Linked DNA regions of Xenopus laevis: region 2 is linked to region 1. Evidence: chromatin contacts called from public Hi-C data. All regions are on one chromosome and are shown on one strand. The core of a region is the stretch at or near the end of the contact, and the rest is flanking DNA. Distances in the headings are between cores, read along the strand shown. Region 1 has its middle 40 kb from the start of fam222b.L. Region 2 has its middle 34 kb from the start of rab34.L.

Region 1 (5,568 bases), core at 811-3,310:
ACACAATTTCTGCTTAATAAAACTGTCCGCTCTTATTATTAACGGGGATTTAAACCTAATGATAACATTTTGCAAGAGCAAAGAATATTCTAAGAATATTTCCAATACAGGTATAGGACCTGTTAACCAGAATGCTTGGGACTTGGGGTTATAGTCACTCATTGTGGACCCTACACAGCCCTCCGACGCTCTAAAAACCCAGAGTACTTCTCTGCTAGTGCTGAAAGGAATCCTTGGGAAATAGTCATAGGATCTGTAATCCAGAAAGCTAAGAACCTGGGGATTGCTGGATAAGGGATCATTCTGTAATTTGGATCTCCATTTTTAAACAAATTGTTGTGTTGGTAATCATGTCATTATATATCAGAAACATGGCAGCCCCTGTGGCCCCACCAAAGAAATGGCTACAAAACATTTGAAATCACGTGGCCCCATACATTTCCCGCCCACACCACAGACATCAGCGCTAAAAACGATATCACACACACACACAAGTTATAAAAAGCCATTGATGGTGAGGGCCCCCTTATAACTTAAATAAAAATGGTGCTAGGGCCCCCATAAAAGTTTTTAAAATATCATTGGTGGTCAGGGCCCCCCATAAGTAAAAAAGATGTTGATGCCAGGGTGCCCCATAAGTTTGTTTTGGCGCAAGGGTCCTCCCCCCTCTTACAAGCTAAAAAGAAACATTGGGGCCCCAGAGAATTTTTTTGTTAAAAAGGTTGTCAGGAGCCTATAGAGTATTAAAATAATACATTGATGACTAGGGGTTTAATAAAATAAAAAAACACATTGTGTTCAGTAGAACTGAACTCGTGGCTTCAGGACAAGTTTGGCTCCTTTCGTGACTTCTGGTCTTTTTGCGGCTTCGGGCCTTTAACTTCAGCAGTTTGAGCCTATGGCAGATGCGGCTCAGCAGTCAGGGGGGGGGCACAGCTGGGCCCCTCCTTTAGGTCTGGGACCGGTATAACAGTCCCCCCTGTGCCACCCTGATGGCGGCCCTGCTACAAACCAAGGGATCACCAACCTAATAAGCCAACAATTGCTTTAAATAGCAAATACATAAAATGCTACTTTTTATCCAAATCCCATTGCTGCTGTTTCACTCTCTCCTTCATTTTCTTCCCACCCCTTCATTTTCTTTATTGTTTCCCTTTTCTTCTCTAACCCGAAACCTCTTTTAATTGCCCCTTCTTTCTAAAGACCAAATTTCAGTCTTACTTTCCCCTTTTAATATCTTTTTCATCTTTTGCTTTTGTTCTTTTACTCCTTCCACTCGGTACAACTTTCCATTTCCAGTGCCCCCACCAATTATTTTGTATCCTCATCTTTGCAGGAAAAAACAGCAGGCCAAAATATAAAGAAATATCTTGCAAGCTTTGTGGTTATGTCATATATATCATTATGGATGTGAGTATATCTGTATTTACATGTATCCTCTGCATGCTTCTCTCCTGGGGACTTTCCTTCCACTAGAAATAGGCCTCTTACAGTTGTAGCAATTATTGTTATTATCAATACAATTGCACCCCCAGTGTGGGAATTCCAATGTTTCCCCAGTTTATTTTCTTGCTACTAAATAGTTTCCACAAATCATTTAGTATTAGGCATTATGGGAAACATTACTTATCAGACATAAATGAAGCTTGTTGGCTGCAGACCTCACACACTGATTTGCAGTTCCGCTGCTAAATGATTCCTAAGTTCCTTCATTTCATTCTGCTGCCATCTAGTGTCACAGAGTTATACTGCAGCCTAGAGCTACTTGTGGCTTCAAAATACCCTGCCATAGACAATACTAAGAATTGCCTCTGGTAAAACACACATAGTGTCTTTGCAAAGCCAATTATCACTATTGTCTATTTGTAGCCGTGACAAGTAGCTGCTCTGTGTGTCTTCACCCTAAGGGTAAGGTCACGCCTGGAGAATCGGGGAGATTAAGTCACCTGGCGACTAATCGCCTCTTCTTTGGGGCGACTAAACTCCCCGAATGGCTTCTTTGTGAGGCAACTTTGGCCAACATTGGAAAACCAAGCGCTGCAAGCGCCATGCCGCATGCATTTTCTCATTCTAGCAGGGGGAAGCCGTTCGGGGAGATTAGCCGATGCGATTAGTCGCCGGGTGACTAAATCTCCCTGAATCTCCAGGTGTGACCTTACCCTAAGGGCAGAGACAGTTGCGGGGAGATTAGTCGCCCGGTGACAGATCTCCTCTTCTTCAGGGCAACTAATCTCCCCGAACTACCTTCGCACCGGCTAGAATGAAAATTGCCGGCAGGATGGTGCTTTGTTTTTCGAAGTCACCCGAAGATTCCTTGTGAAGCAACTTCGAGCGACTTCGGAAAACGAATCGATCCGAGTGGCATCGAGCCAGCGATTTTCATTCTAGCCCGCACAAAGGCAGTTCGGGGAGATTAGTCGCCTTGAAGAAGAGGAGATTTGTCTCCCCGAATGTGACCGTGTGTCTCTGCCCTAAAGTATAAAGCGAGACATTCACTTTTTTTGATATAGAAACCTCCCAACTGTTCCGTTTTCGCAGGACAGTCCCGATTTTGACAGCTCAACCCGCAGTCCCTGATTGTTACTGAAATGTCCCGACTTTCTCTTTGATCTCCTGCACTGAACAGCCAGAAAAAGATACAAAGTTTCTGAAACTTAATTGGCTTTTTGGCTGAGAGCCCAGAATAGATACTTTTGTAAGAATTTAAGATAAGCAGGTCTCTTGGGAAACTGTGACTGGCAGCTTAAAGGGCAATTCACCTTCATTAGCAAAACTGTAATAACACATAAAAACCACAGAAATGTGTTCAAGACCTTCATAACCTGCCAAATTTTGTAAAATGGACATGGTAATTAGGGGTGTGGGGACAAAAATGGGCTTGGCCAAAAGTCTCTGCGCAAATCTTTGTGTCCCTCTTTTTATTTCCAAAATGTTGGGAGGTATGGAAATATCCTGTTCCCAGCAACATTGCCATTGAGCGAAATTCTTCATTTTGTATAGTTTTAGGAATTATTTGACTTCCTCTGTTTTCAAGCTTTCAAATGCGGTCACTGAACCAAGCAGAAGCAGCCAAAAATGATTGCTCGGCAAGGCTACAATTTTATTGTTACTTTTTATTCCTTATTCAGGTCCATCTTCCTGTCCATCATTCAAACCACTGCCTGGTTGCAAAATACAGCATTTCTAGCCTTATTCAATTTTAGACTTTACATGCCCTTTAACCACAAGTCTGAAAAATAAGTCACATTGTTATAAATTGCCCTCTGAATGTAAAATGGAAAACAAACATTTTCTGATTTTTATTATACATTATTGGTCAGTCTGATAAATACAAGATTAACTGTATACAGGTATGGGGTCCGTTACCCAGAAAGCCCTGAATTACAGTGAAGGGCATCTCCCATAGACTGCATTTTAAGCAAATAATTCCAAATTTTAAAACCTATATCCATTTTCTCTGTAATAAAAACAGTACCCAGCTGTGATCCCAACTGAAATATAATTATTCCTTACTGGAGGAAAAACAATGTGTAAATGATTATTTAGTAGACTTAAGTTATTGAGATTTAAATTACAGAAAGATCCCTTATCCAGAAAACCCCAGGACCCGAGCATTCTGGAAAACAGGTCCCATACCTGTATACTAACTGCAAGCTTGAAATTGAGGAGCTGCAATACTTATATTGGCCAGCTGATGTCAGCGTTGTAAAAGAAGTATTGAGTTTCATACCCACATGGCATTAGCCTGAATACCTGTAGCTTTTTCTTATGAAGCCAGAAATAATATATAATATACACTATTGTAAGGGCAAATATCAGTTTGAAGGTGCAGTGACTTCCAGCCATCCCTGGAATTTAGATTAACACTACACAGCACTTTAGTTTGTCTAAACCACCAGTTAATCCAGTGGTTGGATTTTGGGGTATTCCCTATGTTTTCTGAAGCTCATCTGATTTGTACAGGACCCCCTGCTACCCTTGATCAACTGATTTCTAAACTAACCATCAGACATAATCCCCCATATGTAATAAAAGGCACTAAGTTTGCCCAGGAGCAGTAACCCGTAGCAACCAATAAGATGTTTGCTTTTAAACAGGTGACCAGTAAATTCTACCTGCTGATTGGTTGCTATGTGTTGCTGCTCCTGGGCAAATGTTGTGCCTTTTATTACATAACCCTCATAGAGGGTAATTTACTATATATATTTATTCAAGTTGTGTTTTTCACAAAAGTTTTAGTTTAGTTTAATTTTCAAGGGTTTTTTTGGTCAAAAGTCAAATTTTCGGGTTAAAAAAACTTACATTTTTCAAGATTTATTATACCCCGACCCTGGAAATAACTCAAATCTGAAAATACAACATCTAAAACCTATCGAGGTCATGTAGAAGTCAATGGCAGAGGTCCCATGACCATTTGAAGATGTTAATAGCCTGCATGATGTTCGGAGTGTTTCGCCCGAATACTCAATCAATTTGAGCGTTTCGAGTTTTTTTTCCCACGAAAACTTGATTAATTCATTTTTGGGTTGTTAACCTCAAACTTCCTCAATCGAGTTTTTTCCATTTGAGTTTTTTCTTAAAGGAGAAACAAACCCTAAACCCTACATAGACCCCCCTCCCTCCTCCCCCCAGCCTAGCTGCTACCCCGGGTAAATGCCCCTAACTTTTTACTTACCCCTCGGTGCAGATTCTGTCCAGCAGAGTTCACGGGCGTCATCTTCTTCTCTTCGGTAATCTTTGGGAAGTGAGTTCCGTATTGGCGAATGAACAGTTGGAGCAATTTTCTGTTTCGGCGCAATTGCCAAAGCCTTGGGAGAAGACTTGAAAATTACAGAAGAGAAGAAGATGGCTGCCATGAACTCCGCTGGACAGAATCTGCACCGAGGGGTAACTAAAAAGTTAGGGGCATTTGCCCGGAGGGGGGTCTATGTAGGGTAGAGGGGAAGGGTTTTTTTTACTTTAGGGTTTGCTTCTCCTTTAAATCATTTTGAGCTCATTCGAGGTATATAAAACTCTAAACTTTGACCTTTGATAAATAACCCCCATAATATAACAATGTCTCAGTAGCTGGGTAAAAAGAAGAATATTCAGGCATGGAGCTTGCACTGAAGGAAGATGGTTGTGAAAAACCCAGGCAGTAATGCAAAACTAAAATGTCCATAAATCCCCAAGAGGAATCTTTCAAAAAGGCACTCTAATGCATGGCTCTGGTTAAATATGTGACTATTGCTCCTAGGGATGCACCGAATCCACTAGTTTGGATTCGACCGAACCTCCGAATCCTTCACGAGAGATTCGTCTGAATACTGAACCAAATCCTAATCCTAATTTGCATATGCAATTTAGGAGTGGGAAGGGGAACATTTTTTTACTTCCTTGTTTTGTGACAAAAAGTCACGCAATTTCCCTCTCCGCCCATAATTTGCGTATGCAAATTAGGTTTCCGATTTGGTTCGGCCGGGCAGAAGAATTTGCCCGAATCCTGCTGAAAAAGGCCGAATCCCGAACCGAATCCTGGAGTCAGTGAATCCCTAATTGCTCTTGTTTCTCAAGCTGAAGTCGACTGCA
Region 2 (5,568 bases), core at 964-3,463, 190 kb after region 1:
TTTTGGTTGCTTAAGTGCAGTAAGAATAATGAAAAAAAAATCTGACTGGTTGTAATTAGCAATTGTGGTTATACTCTTAAAAATATTGATATTTTTGGAGAGTGCATAAAGTATATATATATATATATATATATATATATATATATATATATATATATATATATATATATATATATATATATATATATATATATATATATATATATATATATATATATATATACTGTATATATATATATATATATATATATATATATATATATATATATATATATTTAGAAAATAAATAAGAAAATAAGATTGTATGTTTGCCTTAGTAAGCCTATATATTTTTTCAGTTATGTCTATAAAGAAAAATGGCACATTGGGCATTTTAAGACAAGACAAGAAGTTTTATTGTCATCTCTGCTGCATACATAACATTCACAATGAGACGACATTGCAAAGTTACAATATTTTCCTTCCCCACTCCTACCCCTACACACACCCACTTACATATTACTACTCGTAACCCCCCCACATACACAAAGATACAATGTTATCAAATAGTGTATATTCCTGTGCTTATAATTTATATATTACACTCCGTCCCTAAACCACCATCCAATAAAATGCAGCTTGTGCATATTTTGCATTTAGTGCATATTGTGCTTAAAGGGCATGTAAAGTCTTAAATATAATAAGGCTAGAAATGCTGTATTTTGTATACTAAATATAAACATGAACTTACTGCACCACAAGCCTAATCAAACAAATGATTTATGCTTTCAAAGTTGGCTACAGAGGGTCACCATCTTGTAGCTTTTTTAAACATCTTTGCAAGACTAAGACTGTGCACATGCTCAGTGTGGTCTGGGCTGCTTAGGGATCGTCATAAACAAAGCTGCTTGAGTTCTGCATGGCTGGGAAGTAAGGTGAGGGCTCCCCCTGCTGTTCATAAGTATGATTGTTTCCCTGCTCAGCAGTTAGGGACCATCTGACAATTCCTATCCACAGCAGTAAATGAAGGGAGAATTTCACAGTATACAGACAGGTTTATTTTAAAAACGGTACACATTTTTTAATTAAAATATATTGGAGAAAGGTTTCTTTTTCATCATGGGATTTTATTTTTTTGCCTTTACATACCCTTTAAACCCTGACACATACAATAAACCAATTATCTTCCACTCATCTATTTTCCCTTGTTATATATGTAGACTAAAAGGACCAGGGTTAAAAGAAAATATTTTAACTTGAATCTATATAAAAACCTATAATTTACAGAAAAAAAACAACTAAAATACCAGTTAAAAATAACTGTCCAAATGCCATCTTCACCACAAGATTAAAAGGGTACTTGTTCATTCAAGAATCTCACAGCACAAGGTATAAAACTATTACAGAACCTAGCTGTGCAAGCACGAATACTACAATACCTCCTGCCAGATGGCTGGGGATCGAAAAACTTGCAAAAAGGATAAGATAGGTCTGCTACTGGGCTAGTAACCTTGCTAGCACACCATTTGTTAAAAACATCGTCAGTCCATGGTAAAGTCTCATCAATAATCTCACTTGCTGTTTTCACAATCTTTTGCAACCTTCTGCAATCGGCACCACTACAGTTTCCATACCACACTATGATGGAGTTTGTCAATAGCTCCTCTGTAAAATGGCACCAATACACTCTTAGGGAAATTTACTTTCTTCAGCCGTTGTTGTGCCTTGACTGCCACTGTCCTCCAACAGAGAACAGCAGCTGTGAAAACACCCCTCCCCCCCACACCACTACAGGGGACAGGCAAGACTTCTGTCAGGGACCATGTCAACTTTGGGGACAGGGCTTCCCAAAAAGAAGTTTGAATTGGGTGGACTGTGACAAGTTTTGGGCAGATTACAGTCCAGGCCCAGACTGGCTATCTGTGGATTTGGGCAAATGCCAGAGGGGTGGCTGTAAAATCCTATAGAAAGTAACTATTTACTGGGCTTGTGGGGGGCTTTTTGGGCCTCTGTGTACTTGAAATGCCAAGGCCTATTTTGCATGCCAGTCCAGACCTAGCATGGTCTTTTAGGGATATGGAGCCCCAATCCCATGTATGGGTCCCCAGGAGGATTGCCACCTTTTCAGCCAAAGTCCACTGGCCTGGGTGGGTGTATGGGGTCGTGCCATCAAGTAGAGGTAAAATGGGCTGGGGATCTGGTAAGTATAGGACCTAGGACTGCCAGAAAGGGGCAGAACAGAGGCAGGCTGGGGGGCAGTCGATTGGTTATTACAAATTTACTGGCAACTACATTGCTGCTAAATTTGTAATACCGGCCCTGGATGGTATTTCATCAGCTAGGCCAGTGAAATACCAGCCAAGTCCTGGTAAATTGCCAAACAAGAACTTACATTCTGCCTGGCCCACCTCCAATCCTTAGTTAGAAACTGACACTCTCATGCCCATCTCTCTCCCTGCCGTACTCACCTAATTTCTGTTTGATTGGACCTGATCAGTCCCGCCCCAACTCCTTTATGTCATAGTCCCTCCTCTCACTGTCCTGTACCTAGGCTTGCCACCTTTTCTGGAAAAAAATACCGGCCTTCCTATATATCTATCTTTTTTCCCTATTAATAACATTGGTATCAACCATCATTTTTACCGGCCAGGTACTGGGCCACAATTTTGTTGCACACAAAGTATCAAACCTAGAAGGGGACTGGAATGATGCACAACAGACAATGCATAACAGATTATAATTCACAAGCTTTTTTAGGGGTAAAGCACGAAAAAAATCGCTACAGGACCAGGTAACCTTGGTATAATACAGAAATGCTAACGCCTGTACTCAAATTAAAACTACAGGCTCTGTGCAAGAAGGGGGAATAGCTGCTGGCTGCAGAGGTCCAGCTCTAATTACTAATTGTAAAGTGTTGTGCTGGTCCTGATTGCACATGCAGGGGGTAGGCTGAGAACAGTAGGGCACAATGGGAAATCTTTAACAGTTCGACCCCAGCTAATCAAATACCATTTTTATTGCTGTTAAATGCCCATGTGATGACATGTTGCTTCTGATTCATAATCTCTAGTAATTACTATAGGCCCTAGAGTAATTAGCCACATGGGTGTTGAGGGGAGTGAGAGTTTGTTGCTGAGGGGCATGGGGGATGGAGTCACCTTCTTTGTTTTTCAGACAATGCAAAAAGTCTCCTTTGTACATTAACAACCATGCACTAAAGCTAGAGACTGGGCAGTCTAGTCTGCTGGGGACCAAAACACATCAAACAGTAGACACTGGTCTTAGTGGGTGGGGAGAAGAAGACGCCTTTCATTCCAGCCATCATCAAAGCCACTTTTAGTTGATCACAGCATTGGTCTGACCTCTATGAATGCAGGACTGTCTCACAGAAGCTAAATTAACCAGTAAGGTTAGGTTTTAAAAGCTGGTTATCAATGACCTATTTATTAGACAAAACTAAGTAGTATTGGTATGGATTTATTTTGATCGTTTTGATATAAAACAACATTATACAAGCACCAAACTACCTTTTCCTCTTTTGCAGGAAAGATGTATTAGGGCTCATTTACAACATTCCCGAGGCACTGATGTCAAGTAGTGTTGTGCACTTGTGAAGTGATGGATTCATCACTATACATAGGAAAGGGACATGAAGTCCTAGAATCCATCACTTCACAGTGGTTGAGTTGAGAGTTGTATGACACTGGGAGGCTATGGATACACGTGCAGATCTTCGATGCGGTTTGCACTGTGTTGCCATTGCATTAACATTGCCTTAGCTTAAAGGGCATGTAAAGGCAAAAAAATAAAATCCCATTTTTACTTTCTTTAATGAAAAAGAAAACAATTTCCAATATACTTTAATTAAAAAATGTGTACCATTTTTATAAGAAACCTAATTGTATGCAGTGAAATTCTCCCTTCATTTACTGCTGTGGATAGGAATTGTCAGATGGTCCCTAACTGCTGAGCAGTATGAAACAATCATACTTATGAACAGCAGGGGGAGCAGCTTTGTTTATGATGATCCGTAAGCAGCCCAGACCACACTGAGCATGTGCACAGTCTTAGTCTTGCAAAGATGTTTAACAAAGTTACAAGATGGTGACCCCCTGTAGCCAACTTTGAAAGCATAAATTATTTGTTTGATTAGGCTTGTGGTGCAGTAAGTTCATGTTTATATTTAGTATACAAAATACAGGATTTCTAGCCTTATTCGATTTTAGACTTTACATGCCCTTTAAAGTACTTGCGGTATCTATGCATCGGTCAGCTTTTTTAAAAAACCGCGGAGCGAACCGCGCCAAAAAACACAGCGAGGATCTGCATGTGTGTCCATAGCCTAAGCCTACGGGGGCAGATTAAATGTCAGAGACAAACTATCATGATCCTTTCAATCTGTGGCATCAGGTATGTTGTGTAAGACAAAAACGATTTATTTCTGTTTATGGTGTGTTTTTATCCAAAATGCAGATCTATTTACCATTGATTGAAGAACTGTAAGGCAACAGATATTATCAATGTCCACTGGAGATCAGCTGTTAATGTATACCTAATAGTCATGTGCAGGTTGACCCAAAATCCGCAGTGACCCAAGGGTTGACCACCTGTCAGACAGCCTTGGGTTGAAACTTGGCCAATCATTGCAGGTTAGGGTTGGGTCAGACTGCTCCCAAAGATTCCCTGTCTTGGAGCCAGAGGCCCGCACATAAGTAATGTACAGAAGGAAAAGATTTGGGTACAGGTTGGGTGTGGGTTGACTGCTCCCAAAGATTCCCTGTCTTGGAACCAGAGGCCCGCAAGAAATGTACAGAACGAGAAGACTCAGGTATGGTTGGGTATGGGTTAAGGTTTTGCAGGTTAGAGTTGAGTGCGGGGGTGAGATTTCCCTGACACTAATACAAAAATATTTACAAACAAGTTTCCTGTAGGAGTGGGACGAGTTAAAATGGTCATACACAGGCTGACATATGCATGGGGTCAATCTCATGTTTGATCACATAGAGCTGTTTATGTAGTCTTCTTCTGATGGTTCTGCATGGGTTTGCATTATGACCTAGATATTGCCTTAGAAGCCAAATTATTCTATGTCCTCATTTTGGTCCACTACATGGGTGATCAAATTGGTTAATGACCAACATATTTAGGGAACTTGCCAAATAATGGCATCTTTAGGTGTAGGAACAGATTTAGACAGAGAGAATATAAGGAATTTAGTTCATCTTAAAAATTAAAGATTTTCTAAGTTCCTTTACTGAAATGATGGAGAAGGAATGTGAGTATTCCCTATATATAATAATGTATAATCACTATGAACCCTTTTTTCTTCATAGTTGAACCTCTCTTTAGAGCCTTTAAAAAATGTGTTCTTCATCAGTCACAAGAGGACAGGAGACACACTATTTCATTTCTCATTTCACTTTTCTCATTTACTTCATGCCAACATTGGTTCTATCCATCCACAGTGACTGTAAGTAGAAAGTAAAAACAATGTATAAACAAAGGGGCAAATGCCATTCCTATCAGAACTTTTCAAAAGTACATATTCTATCAAATAACAGCTTGTGAATAGATTAAAGATTTATCAGT

Evidence for each region. A called contact is a pair of places that touch in the nucleus more often than the background predicts.
Region 2: a contact with region 1 is called in a Hi-C map of the XL177 cell line, with 4 times the contacts expected there. The contact joins two enhancer-like sites.

The regions. Positions count from the first base shown.
Region 1 is chr2L:33,972,296-33,977,863 of Xenopus_laevis_v10.1, forward strand. No RefSeq gene overlaps it. Among protein-coding and RNA genes, the nearest start is that of fam222b.L, 40 kb to the left of the region's middle. Within about 2 kb of position 2,061, at least 1 of the 7 cell types and tissues checked has an H3K27ac peak or open chromatin away from gene starts, as enhancers often do.
Region 2 is chr2L:34,164,173-34,169,740 of Xenopus_laevis_v10.1, forward strand. No RefSeq gene overlaps it. Among protein-coding and RNA genes, the nearest start is that of rab34.L, 34 kb to the right of the region's middle. Within about 2 kb of position 2,214, at least 5 of the 7 cell types and tissues checked have an H3K27ac peak or open chromatin away from gene starts, as enhancers often do.